2 separate regions of the Sus scrofa genome follow, and region 2 is linked to region 1. A link is a contact called in public Hi-C data. All regions are on one chromosome and are shown on one strand. The core of a region is the stretch at or near the end of the contact, and the rest is flanking DNA. Distances in the headings are between cores, read along the strand shown. Region 1 holds the start of KIAA1551 (KIAA1551 ortholog). Region 2 holds the start of FAM60A (protein FAM60A).

Evidence for each region. Hi-C and Micro-C count contacts between places; a contact is called where the count stands out from the background.
Region 2: a contact with region 1 is called in a Hi-C map of heart right ventricle, with 5 times the contacts expected there. The contact joins the promoter of FAM60A here to the promoter of KIAA1551 in region 1. A contact is called at or near these places in 1 of 47 Hi-C or Micro-C datasets (heart right ventricle) and 1 of 2 datasets of contacts at active chromatin or transcription factors (alveolar macrophages).

Annotation. Positions count from the first base shown.
Region 1 is chr5:42,296,370-42,303,029 of Sscrofa11.1, reverse strand. KIAA1551 (KIAA1551 ortholog) reads left to right here and starts at 3,538. Exons shown (of 6, transcript NM_001243821.1): 1 at 3,538-3,573; 2 at 4,909-4,997. LOC100511509 (a long non-coding RNA gene) reads right to left here and starts at 3,401. Exons shown (of 3, transcript XR_001308761.2): 1 at 3,000-3,401.
Region 2 is chr5:42,926,831-42,933,490 of Sscrofa11.1, reverse strand. It overlaps FAM60A (protein FAM60A), which reads right to left and starts at 3,046. Exons shown (of 6, transcript XM_021092101.1): 1 at 2,861-3,046.

The DNA.
Region 1 (6,660 bases), core at 2,289-4,788:
AATCTTATTGAGCATTAAGGCTTTCTTAGGCTGTATAGAAGTGGGGTCCAGTCAGACTTTCTTGCAACAAAGCCCCACTTTTCCTTGGTTCATTTCTATTTGCTGACCTGTGTGGCTTAGGCTCTGGAAAATCCCTTATCTGAGCCAAGAGCCACCCCCGCCCCCCGCAATATTCCAGGAACTGCTTTTAATTGTATATTAAATCATGCAACCATCTAATAATCCTATGAGTTAGTGTTTCTCACTTTACAGTTGAAAAAACTGAGAGGAGACAGGTTAAGTGATTTTCCCAAAGTTGTATGTCTAGTGTGGCCAAGCCATGATCTGAACTTCAAGAGGGCAAAGGAATACCCTGCCCTCCATACTGCAAGAACTAACCAACCTCTGCCCTTTTTCATTCTTATTCATTCAGATTGCATTCCCTTGTTTACTTTGTTGACTTTCAAAATAGAAGTCAGTTATTTTACCTGCAAAAAATGAGTTTATTCAGGAATAGCAGAGGCACTGTAACAGAGAACAAATCTTACTCCATATTGGATCTATTCCTTTAGTTATAACCTTTGTTTTCTGTTAAGGCTTAGTCATGCTGACTCTGTAACTTCACCTCATTAATCAGTAAAAAAAATGTTGCCTATAGTCTGAAATATACATAACTGCCCTTTTTCAAGGCTCTAGCTCCCAGGCTTGACCTTTAAAGCCATAACAATTTTCATTCTTACAGAGATTAAAAAGTTGCAGAAGAGAATGATGTTTGTTTGGGAGGTTTACAGGAATACCAAACCTACTTGAATAGCTGCAAAAACAAAGGTTTATCGTATCTCCTCAGGGGGTCTGGCCTGCCCAAAGAAGTCAGCCACACCTCCACCCCTTTTAGTATAAAAAAAGTCTGAATTCTAATTTGGGTAAGATAGTTCTTTAGGACACTGATCTGCCATCTTCTCTGCTGCCTTTCTGAATAAAGTCATCATTCCATCTCTGAATGGCTCATCTCTCTTAATTATTGGCCTGTCAGGCAGCAAGTGGTATGAGTTTGGACTTGGTAATGAAATGCAATTCATGTCAAGTAAGCTATAGCAAAAGCCACAGGCAAATCCAACAAACAAAGGAAAGTTATTTTACGGAGAAAAAGGAAGAATTTGGAAGGAGTTCTTTTGAAGGAAAAGTGCATTAGTGAAAAGTGAGGGTGATGACACTTTTTCACTGGCTGAGTTGCTGTGGTAGTGAAGCAGAATAAGAATTCAGGTAGTTAGTGTAGGAACATGGGCTTTGATATAGTCCCTGATTAATGTCCATGGTTTAAGGTTTGTAAAAACAAATCTAGACAAGCAGGCCTTGCTCGTTGGAAGATTAACTATTGAAAGTACATCTGTTTTACTTCAAGATGGACATTAACCTCTGACCTATACCTTTGGCTGTTAGCAAAAGAATGTAAAGAATAGCAAGTCTAAGTCTAGGGAAAAGAACAAAAGGACCATAAAACTTACCAAGCATACCCTAACCCTAAGCCCCTATTGGACAAGGCCCGATTGATACAGGTGCTGGGCAAGGCCAACAGGGAGAAGGACTGATATCCAGGACCCACATTGGTACCCCTGTCTTTTTTCTTTCTTTTTTTTTTTTCCAGTTTCAAATCTTTATTTATGCTGCCTTTAGGGATATTCTTGGGAATCAGGAAGAAATTACTTTTTATTCATTTTTAAGTACCCAACTTTTAAGAGATAAAACGTCCTTAGAAAATTGGAGGATGGTAAATATAGAACTACCATAATGACCCAGCAATCCCACTCTGGGCAAAGCTTTCCTTGAAAAAGACATGTGCACGTGTATGTTCATTGCAGCCCTATTCACAATAGCCAAGACATGGAAACAACCTATATGTTCACTGACAGATGAACGGATTAAGATGATGTGAGATACATACATATATAATAGAATACTACTCAGCTGTAAAAAAGAACAAAATAATGCCATTTGCAACAGTGTGGATGGAACTAGAGACTCTCATACTTAGTAAAGTCAGAAAGAGAAAGACAAAAACCATTTGATATCACTTACATCTGGAATCTAGTATACAGCACAAAGGAACCTTTCCACAGAAAAGAAACTCATGACTTGGAGAACAGACTTATGGTTGCCAAGTGGGAGGGAGTGGGATGGACTGGGAATCTGGTGTTAATAGATGCAAACTATTGCATTTGGAATGGATAAACAAGGAGATCCTGCTGTATAGCCCTGGAAACTACATCTAGTCAGTTGTGATAGAGCATGATGGAGGATAACGTGAGAAAAAGAATGTATATACACACACACACACACACATATATATATATGTCTGACTGGGTGACTTTCTGTACAGTAGAAAATTGACAGAACACTTGTAAACCAACTATAATGGAAAAAAAATCATTAAAATAAATAAGTAAATTTATCAACAACAACAACAACAAAAGAAAATCAGAGGATGGTAACTCTTCCTCCCCTTCCCAGTGTCTGTGCTGGGAGCTGTCTGCCTTCCTGTAATGAAGACTTTTGTTTGCCTGTGTGTTCTCCAAGTTCATTCTTTGACTTCATGAATGAGAACCTGGATTCTAGTATCAGTAGTCTATTCTTCTTCTTTTTTTTTTTTTTTTTTGGTATTTTTGCCTTTTCTAGGGCCGCACCTGTGGCATATGGAGGTTCCAAGACTCCGGGTCTAATTGGAGCTGTAGCTGCCAGCCTACGCCAGAGCCACTGCAACTCGGGATCAGAGCCGTGTCTGCAGCCTACACCACAGCTCACAGCAACGCGCGATCCTTAACCCACTGAGCAAGGCCAGGGATTGAACCCAACCTTATGGTTCCTAGAGGATTCCTTAACCACTGAGCCACGACGGGAACTCCAGTGCTCTATTTCTTGAATGAGATCCAAGGGTACATCTTTTCCTGTTTGGACTTATAATTGACAATTTTTCCTATAATTTCCTATAATTTTTTCTATAATTAACATGGAGAGATACTTACTGCATGAGAGCTCCCTCTTCTGGCCTCCCAACTTCATTTTGGTGAGGTTTCCCTTCATTTTCACAACTTTCTCCTATCAAAATCCTCCTAGAAAAAGAGCCTATTACCTTTTTTTCAGAAGGGTCCTTTGCATTAATGGATGATCTCCCTTGTTAGAAACATACATTTTCAGCGCGGAGTTAGAATTACTGAATTGGCAGTTTTGCTGGTGATGCTCTTCAGTACCCTTTTAACAAGTCCTTCGCGAGATTCTAATGCAAGCTAAAGGCGGAGGGCCACTGCTGGAGAAGTTTTCTTCGTCAGATAACGTGAACATGTTTTGCAAGCTCGGGAGATGACTGGTGAGCCGGGATGGCCCGGACTCTACTTCATCTGAGTGGCACTAGGACCACAGCGCTGCGCGGGGGACCGGGTCTCTCAGCTGCCTTTGCGCACAGGGCGGAGTCCAGCTGTTCCGGGAGCCCGGCCTCCAGCTCGACACGCCCCTGGAGGCGGACCCGAGTTGACTTAAACTCCAGGGCCGCTCCGCAGACGCGTCCTCCCAGCTCGCTCTGGCTGGTTTATGCGCCCATCGGTAAGTGAGAGACCTGGTTCCCGGCCGCCACTCGTTCCTATTCTCTGGTCCTCGGCCGGGCGCGGGGCTCCGGGGGCCGAAGTGCCCAGGGGCGGGGGCTGGGCGCGCGGCGGGGAGCGCTTTTGTTCTGCGGCGGGGACTGGGTAGCAGTCGGGGCTGGTGGTGGCGGGGGAGACTTGGGCCTCGGCCCGCGGCTCGCGCGCCCCTCTGGCCACCGCCCAGAGCTCGGCTGGCCCGCCGGCCGCGGCCCGCTGCCCTCCCGCGGCGCGGGCGGCCTCGGAGCAGTAGAGGACGCCGAGCGCGACCGGGAGGGCGGCGCCTCGCCGGGTGTTTTCTGTGGATCACCTTACTCCTCATGGTAGAGGTAGCGGGTGGCGACCGCGAGGACGCATTTTCTTAAACTCCAAGATGATTGGTCAGGCTGGTGGATGTGAGAGTAGCTGATGTTTTTAATTGTTTCCTGTCTCCGGCTTGGAAAGAAATTTTTTGTTTTGTATGTGTTTCTCGAATGATCCTTTACTCCCCGCCCCCCATTATCCTGAACCTCCTAAAACTGAATTGCTCAGGTTACGTCTCCAAGTGGCCCGCGAACGCGATTATGCCGGGGATGCTTTCTGCTCCTGAGGAAGTTAGTTCCTCGAGGCATTTTTAAATGCATAAATGCGCACGGATTTTAAATGTTCTCCAGGGACTGGAATTGCCGAAGCAGATGTCCTTAGGGACCCGAGTTCAGCAGCAGGCTTTCAGGGAATCGTTTCAGTGAAAACAATTTATTTGTAATACTCTAAGTGCCTACTTTCGAAATAAAGAAACTTGCAGGTGATGTGAATGAGCCTGCGTGCATTTTAATAGGCGGGTCGCAGGGCTTGTTTGCGGATTTTCCCTGATTCACCTGTTCATTGTAAATCAATTGAAGTTTTATTGGATGTGAACATTTATGAATTAGTTACTTTTTGTTTTTGGGTTTTTTTCCCAGTGCGGCCGGATTCTCATTTACTAATCCAATGAAGAAAAGTGTTTTAGAATAAATAATAGGATAATAATGGGCCAGGAGGAGCGCACATAAATTCTCACTTAAAAAGTGAAGGTATTTTAGGGCAGACCTGGTTTCTTTGTTACTTTACCCTTTTAGAAAAAAAATCAGTAAACTTAGTGTGCTTTTGGTACAGCTTTAAGGAACACAGTTTTGCACAGTACTGTCCCATCGCTAATAAAAATACACGGTAAAACTTTTAGCGTGTATTTTTTATTGTAAGTTTAAGTGAGTTTTATATAAATAAAGTGTAAGTTTTATATTAAACTACAGTTATATAAAATGTTTCTTGCTGTCCCTAGGACCAAAGAAGTAAACACTGTATGCAGGTACTGACATGTTTGGAAGGAAATGGGAATATACAAAATAATGAAGGAGTAACTATTTAAAGGTAAGTGTGCCATCTCTGAGAAGTTTATTCTAATGTATCTGTTATGAAACAAAATTATTAATTAAATTGGATCAGCATTGGTTAAATGTTCAATTACAGGATACAGTGAGTTTCACAAAGCTTGAGAAGTAATGTTGGCGTAGCAGGGGGGAATTGTTGATCTTTACAAGATAAGGAATGGGAGATGATGATGAGGTGGTTGGTCTAAGTTACTGAGGAAGAGGTTTGCTTAAGATTGTTTTCTATGTGGTCTGCTGCTTATTTTATTTTTTAAATTGTTTGTGGCACATTGGGTTGAGGGAAGGCAGCACAGAGCACATCTCTGGGAGAAGAGAACCATTACATAAAATACCAGTTTCCGTTGTGGGGCAGCGGAAACAATCTGACTAGGAATTAGGAGGTTGTGGATTCAATCCCTGGCCTCACTCAGTGGATTGAAGATCCAGCATTGCCTTGAGCTGTGGTGTAGGTCTCAGATGCAGGGGCTCAGATCCTGTGTTGCTCTGGTTGGTGTAGGTTGGCAGCTGCAGCTCCAATTAGACCCCTAGCCTGGGAACCTCCATATGCCCTGGGTGGGCCCTAAAGAGACCAAAAAAAAAAAAAAAAAAAAAAAAAAAAATTCCAGGTAGATATTACATAAGGCCAGAGTGATCATTTCCAGGGTTTCCATCCTATAAACTACAAGTAGTGTTAGGAAACCTTCTGTAATGATTAACACCCTGCTTCCTGCAATCAGACTGCTAAATTTCAGGTCTTGCCTCTACCACTTGCCATCTATGCAATCTTGGGGAAATTCTTTACGTTCTTCCTCAATTTTCTCATCTGTGAAATGGGGGCAGCAGTAGTGCCTACTGTTAGAACGGTGGGGAAGAAGGAGGCAGAGACTGGAGCAATGAGATCTGAAGTAGATTTATCTACCAATAGAGTGGGAAAAAGGAGCAGGGAGAACTCAGGCACCCTGCTGCTTAGGGAGAAGTGAGTTAATTAGGAAAAGGGATAGTTTCTGTTTTTAGCACAGGTTTGTGATGGAGTGAGAAACAGGGAAGTTGAACAGTTTCTCCATGAGATTATTTTTGTTCCAAGGCCATCAAACAAAAGAACTAATAACATTTTAGTTCTTTTCCAATCTACATTTACCACCTAACACTTACCTTGTGCTCCAGGCGGAGATCCTCAAAGAGGGACTGCACTTTATGACAAAACACACAAGACTCTTACAGTTAGAAAGTGGTGTACCAGGGGGCACTCTGTTCAGCAGAACAAGGGTGCTAGAGTTTAGCGCCCCCATGACTTGTATTAGGGAAGGTGACTGAGACTAGAGTGCAAAACAAAGCTATCACTTACTGAACTACTAGCGAGGAAGTTACTGGTGCATACCCTTAGGAGGTAGTGCAGCTGTTTATAGAATCACATGGTTAATCTTATCGTCTTTGAAGGAGACACTGTACTTGAGAACTCTTGTTACGTTTGCATACATGGCTTTTCTGGCTTTGCCACACAACAAGATTGCTTTCTGCAGAGTTCAGCAGCAGAAAGTGTTGAGGTCTCCAACACTACCTCATAGGATTGTTGTGATAAATTAATGAGTTTCATAGATGTAACACACTTGGAAGAGCTCCTGGTACATGGTAAGTGTAATGTCTTGGACACAGTAGGAGCCTAA
Region 2 (6,660 bases), core at 1,797-4,296, 630 kb before region 1:
GATTTCCCCTATCCCCAAATCTTAACAGAAATTAAAAAAAAAAAAAAAAAAAAAAAAGCCATCGGGCTTTTCTCCAACTCCACCAGAATTTAATTTAGATTGAGCAACTAATAAATGTGTTCGGTTTTGCAACATAAATTATCAAAAGGCTTTTCGAGTCTGTCAAACTCCAGTTCAAAAACAGGTGTTTTCAGAGCACTTTGAATGACAAGGTCAAATTCACTTTTTTAATTATTAGAAGAGAAGGGAAGGCAGAATTTTCTTAACCTTCCTTAAGACAACATGCGTGACGGGTGGGGGGGAATAACTGCTGGGGAGAAACTGCCTCGCACCGGGCCCTTATCTGGCGAAACAGAAATTCCTAGTCTTCTGAGTGCCTGGAGTCATTGAATGTTAGAAGGAGAAATTAAAAACAAAGAAACCTACGAGGGTCAGAGTTTCTAGAGCAAACTCTGCACCGCCCTACCACCCCAAGAAGCCCCGCTACCCAAACAGCCCCCGCCCCTGCCGCCCCCCACCCCCCACGTAAACACACAAAGACAAGAGCTGCACCCACGATTCGCTCACAGTCCTCACTTCCCTTTGTAGGATAACGGCAGTCCCCAAACTTCCCCGCGGTGGTTTTTGGGTGTCGTCGGGGCTGAGTCCCCTGATCGTGCGGGCTGCGCACGGCTCGGCTGGGGTGGGGGGGCCCTCGCCGCGCTCGCGGGTTTCCCCGAAAGCAGTCAAACGCCTCCCGGTTCCCACTCCGGTGCTCCGCGGCCGCCCCAGGCTGCGCTTCCCCCCACATACACACACCCCGGCACGCGGCGACGGCCGACACAGAGACACCCAGGCAGCAAACAGAACCGCTCCCAGGCGGATCGGTGCGTAAACACAACTGCGGTCGGGAGGAAAGTTCCTGTGGAGAGCTGCCCGCCCGGGCGGGGGCGGCGGCGGCGGCGGCGGCAGCGGCAGCGGCGGGAACCGAGCGCGTCCCTCGCTGCCGCCTCCCTCACCTGCGCCGGAACAACGGGCCCTGCGCCCGCCCGCCCACCCGGCCGGCCCGGCGCCTCCCGCAGGCCGCGCCTCCCGCACGCCGCGTTGCCGGGGCTTGTTCCTCCTCATGGCTTTGCCCTGACGTAATTCAAACATGGCAACAGTTCGACTTCAAAGGCGGATCCACAGACCTCCCAGACGCAGGCGCCGGTCCCGGGGAGCTGGCCGAGCCCTCGGTCGTCGCAGCAGCCAGCGCCCGGGCTCCAGCGCGGGGCCCCTCGGCTGCCGCTGGCCGCGCGGAAGCACGCTGCCTCTCCGCACACCCGCACCGCGCACTAGTAGCGCCGCGAAAGTTTCCCCGCGAGAGGCCGAGGGACAAAAGCCCCTTCCGAAACTCGCCCGAACTTCGGGGGGCCAGGCCTGCACGGCCCTCCGCCCGGCGGCCGCCCAGAGCGCCCGCCGGGCCCGCAACAGCACATGCGGCTCTTTGTTTTCTGTCCAGCTGGGCGCTGCCTACGTGCAGCAGGAGGGACGTGGGATTGTTTCTCTGAGGGAGATACTAGACGATCGCCCAGGGGAAGGGGCCGGACCCCACGTCCCAAAAGTCCGGGGCCGGTCCTGCCGTCCTCCCCTAGCAGCGGGGCCATTTAATCAAAGTTTTGCAATGTCCTTGATGAGAAACGCCCGGATTCCCCGCCCTGCACCGGCCGAGAGTTGGCGACTTTCACTCTGCTTTTGAAACTGGCAAGACGCCATCATCAGCAAGTCACATTGTCCTGCCGGCCGGCCCCGACAGCACCCGCATCTCCCGGCTGACCGCGAGCCAGAGGCTCAGCCGGACCTGGGAGCAAACCCGGGTCGCAGCCCCAGCACGTGGTCTGTCACGCTCGGCACAAAAAGCAGTGCCCTCCTGAGTTCCCGCACTCCTCCGGCGCAGACAACGCCGCTGCCTCCATCCCCAAGTCAACTTGACTCCGACTGGCCATCTTAAGCCGTACACCGTGGCCCTAGAGAGCGCCGCGGCGCCCAAACCACGCTACAGGTGAATAAATTGCGGACCAAACTTGAGGCTCCAGACACCCCGAACGCCTGCGCTGCCTGGGCGCGGCCCTGGGGAGAAGCGTTTCAGAGCCGGGGCCGCTTCCGAGCGGCCGCGTGCTGCTCATTGTCGCATCCGCATCCCTCCGGAGTTGGGCGGACAACGCCACCCGCATGCACTCCGGCCATGCCGGCACCAAGCCGAAAGGCCAATTTAAACCTCCTCCGCCGGCCAGCTCACAAGTAGACGCAACTTAGTTTTCGAGCGAGGGGCATTCATTGTCCACACTCATCTAAACACGCGCCGGGGGTGGGGGGGCAAGAAACTCAACCACGAGGTCCAACAACGGCGCCCGGCCACTCCCGGGCGCGCGCCCACGCGGGTGCACCGACCCAGGGCCCCTCGGCAGTCGCCAGCAACTCGTTTTCTCTCGGGCCTTTCAGCCACCAGGCTCCTTTTCGCCAGCGAGCACTGCGGCTGAGAAAAGTCATTGTCACCTTCAATGTGGACCCCTCAACTCCGGCGACTCCTCACTCTTCCAGGCTTCACTCACTTCCCCCACCCCAAGACTTTCGGTTTGCCTCAAATACCCTCCCCAATTAAAAAGGACACACTAAACATGCAGATACAAAGAATCTGGGGTCTGAGGACCACGAAAACCGCGCTCCAAGCAATGCCATCTCCAAGACAAAACTTCCTGTGTGCGTATATGAATGTGTGCGTGTGTGTCTGTGGAAGGACTGGGGGAGGTGGTGAGGTGAGGTGAAAAGAGAAAAAAAGCCACTCCGAAATCAAAGCCTCCTGAGACAGTTTTGCACCGCAGTAATGGTTAGAGTCACTCACCTTCCAGAAGCAACCGTTCCACGCGCAATAATGTTTCAGAGGTGGGGAGTGCACGCCAAGCCAACCCACGCTCCAATCGCTCCCTCCTCCTCAACTGCCTTGTCTAGAAAGATTGTCTCCTGCAGTTCTGCAGTTGCCACGGCTGGCGGGGAAGGTGTAGATTCCGCTTTCCTTCTGCGCACGCGCAGCTCCTGGTACAAAATTCTCCTGAATCGAACTTATTTGCATACGGGCGCGCGCGCGTCGAGGGCTGGGAGGGGAGAAGGCCCGGCGGCCGCGCGCGCTCCCGAGGCCTCTATTGTCCTTTTAAGGGGAGAAGCGCCGCGGCGCGGGAAACGCGGCGGCCACAGGGAAACGGGGGCGGGGACTGCTTACTACGGTGACGTCACGTAAACAAACGCCCCCTGGCTGGAGGCCCAGGCTAAGGGGGAGTGGCGAGAGGGGAAAGGCGGAAAGGTTAGCAACCCAGGGAGAACACTGGGCTGCGTGTCGTACTTTACACTCGGAAGCTTTTCGCGCACACCGTTTCGCGTTGAAAAATAGTTTTGAAGGCTGTTTTTGCAAAATTTTCACATCTCTGCCCAGTGTCTGAACTGAAGTGGCAGGGGAGGTGGTCTTCCAAGCGCCCAGATTGAATTAATACTTCTCCCATGTTTCCTAAGTTTTGCTTGAAAAAGGGTTTTTGAATCTTTTTTTTTTTAAATTCTCTGAGGCCAACGGAGATTTGTCTTTCTTGCAGTTTTAATGAGTCGTTTAATAAAGTCCCATTTTGACATTCTGTTCATTCACCAGCTCCCGTCTGCACTCCTCAAAGAGTAACCCACTCCATAATAATTCAGTTTTTTTCTCCACTTTGGCCTTAAGATTTCAAGCCTGTTGCAGTTGAAGAGTTGTTAATTTCCGTGGGAATAGTGTCGCTTTTCTTTTATAGTGGAAAGCCAGTAATCTAGGGACACACATCCCACCTCCAGCTGCTAGTAAAGGGTGATCCAATCACCCAGAAATAATACCACCAACTGGTGGTCTTGGGAATTGAAAAAGTTGCCGGTGAAATGCAGAGTTTCCCTTATGGAATATGTAATAAACCAACAATCTAAATGCTTCTTGCCCCAGAAGAGAAAAAAAAAAAAAAAAACTGAAGAACTGAAGTAAATCTCAGACCAATAAGTGAAAAATGGAAAAAAAATAATTGTGGTACACCTTTATTCCAAGAACACATCTAACACCAACAGGCTGAGACACTGATTTAATGACAGACATGGGGAGACAGGAAGGATGTTTTTCCCAGAAACTTGATATTGGTCCCAAGATGCAAAAGTGTGGACATTAACCATAAAACTTAATCATCTGCTGACAAGTTTCACTGCTTTCACTGTAGTGTCAACAATGTGGACTTAGATATTTCTGATGCAAATCAAAACCACTTTGAGATACCACCTTACACTGGCTAGAATGACCATCATTAAAAAGTCTACAAACAGGAGTTCCCGTTGTGGCTCAGTGGTTAACAAATCCCACTAGGAACCATAAGGTTGCGGGTTCGATCCCTGGCCTCGCTCAGTGGGTTAAGGTCCCGAGTTGCCATGAGCTGTGGTATAGGTTGCAGACGCAGCTCAGATCCAGTGTTGCTGTGGCCCTGGTGTAGGCCGGTGGCTACAGCTCCGATTCGACCCTTAGCCTGGAAACCTCCATATGCCAAGGGAGTGGCCCAAGAAATGGCAAAAGGACCAAAAAAAAAAAAAAAAAAAAAGTCTACAAACAATAAATGCTGGAGAGGGTGTGAAGAAAAAGGAACTCTATTACACTGTTGGTGGGATTGTAATTTGGTACAACCACTGTGGAAAGCAGTATGGAGATTCCTCAGAAAACTAAAAACAGAATTACCATTTGATCCAGCAATCCTTCTCCTGGGCATCTATCCAGAGAAAAACCATGACTCGAAAAGATACATGTGCTCCAATGTTCATTGCAGCACTGCAGTATAATAGCCAAGACATAGAAACAACCAAAATGTCCATCGACAGAGGACTAGATACAGAAGATATGGTACATGTACACAATGGAACATTACTCAGCCATTAAAAGGAAAGAAATAATGCCATTTGCAGCAACATGGATGGACCTAGAAATTATCATGCTAGGTGAAGTCAGTCAGACAGCAAGACATCAACATCATATGGTATCACTTACATGTGGAATCTAAAAAAAAGACACAATGAACTTCCTTGCAGAACAAATACTGACTCACAGACTTTGAAAAATGTATGCTTTCCAAATGAGACAGGTTGGGGGGTGAGGGGATGTGCTGGGGGTTTGGGATGGAAATGTTACAAAATTGGGTCATGATGATCGTTGTACAACTATAAATGTAGTAAAATAGAGTAATTAAAAAGAAATATCAAACTGAAAAAAATAAATAGATAGATATTTCTGAAATGCTAATTTAATGCAAAAGCCAGTTCCTGGTACACACACGATGAACCCACTTCTCAAGTCTTCAATTAATGCTTCTTTTTTTTCTGTAGGCTCTATAGCATACTATTTCTATAACTGTATATGAAACCATACGTTAAATACCTACAAAGGAGAAAAAACCTGACACCCCTCACTAAAACGTTAGCTTCCTAAGGGCAAGAATTTTATATTGTATTCACTTTTGTCTTCTAGTGTCTAAAACAGTGCAGAGCACATAATGAATTCTGAATTTTTGTAAAATAATAAATCAATGGATATTTTCAAACTTAGTATTAGAGATTTATCTCAAGGAAAAAAAAGCTTTAGTTTGGAATTTTTATATTTAACCTAAAATGAGTTTGGAAGTTATAATGGTCACCTCAACTGATATGATGCCTGTCCATATCATAATAAATCAGGTTTAATAACCAGTTTAGTGGCAAACTGGGCTCAAAGCATAAGCTTCCACCTTCTTCTTTCTGAAAAGGATTTTTTAAATTTGGCCCAGGTTGTCTCAAGTACTTATTTGGTTTATGAAAGACCTTCCAAAAATAATTTCACTTTAGAAATTTCAAATTTCACTTTTGAAAGTATGAAAAGTGCAAATATAATAATGTTTTTCAGACTTCAATTATTGCTTGTAAGATATCTTTATATAAATATAAAAATGAATATTTATATAAGATATAAATACATACCTTGAATGCCTTTTCTTTTGAAAGTTTGTGTAAAGAATATATGTAGTAAGGAGTTCCCTTCGTGGCGCAGTGGTTAACGAATCTGACTAGGAACCATGAGGTTGCAGGTTCGATCCCTGGCCTTGCTCAGTGGGTTAAAGGATCTGGCGTTGCCCTGAGCTGTGGTGTAGGCTGCAGACATGGCTCGGATCCTACGTTGCTGTGGCTCTGATGTAGGCCGGTGGCTACAGCTCCGATTCAACCGCTAGCCTGGGAGCCTCCACATGCCGTGGGAGCGGCCCTAGATAAAGCAAAACAAAACAAAACAAAACAACAAACAAAAAATAAATAAATAAAAAGATATCTTAAAAAAAAAAAAAAAGAATATATGTAGTGGGAGTTCTCGTCGTTGCTCAGTGGTTAACGAATCCGATTAGGAACCATGAGGTTGCAGGTTAGATCCCTGGCCTCACTCAGTGGATTAAGGATCTGGTGTAGGCCCACAGCAACAGCTCTGATTTGCCTAAAAGGACAAAAGATCAAAAAAAAAAGAATATTTGTAGTGGAGTTCCCCTTGTTGCTCAGTGGTTAGCGAACTGTACTAGCATCCATGAGGACCTGGGTTCCATCCCTGGCCTCGCTCAGTGGGTTAAGGATCCAGTGTTGCCC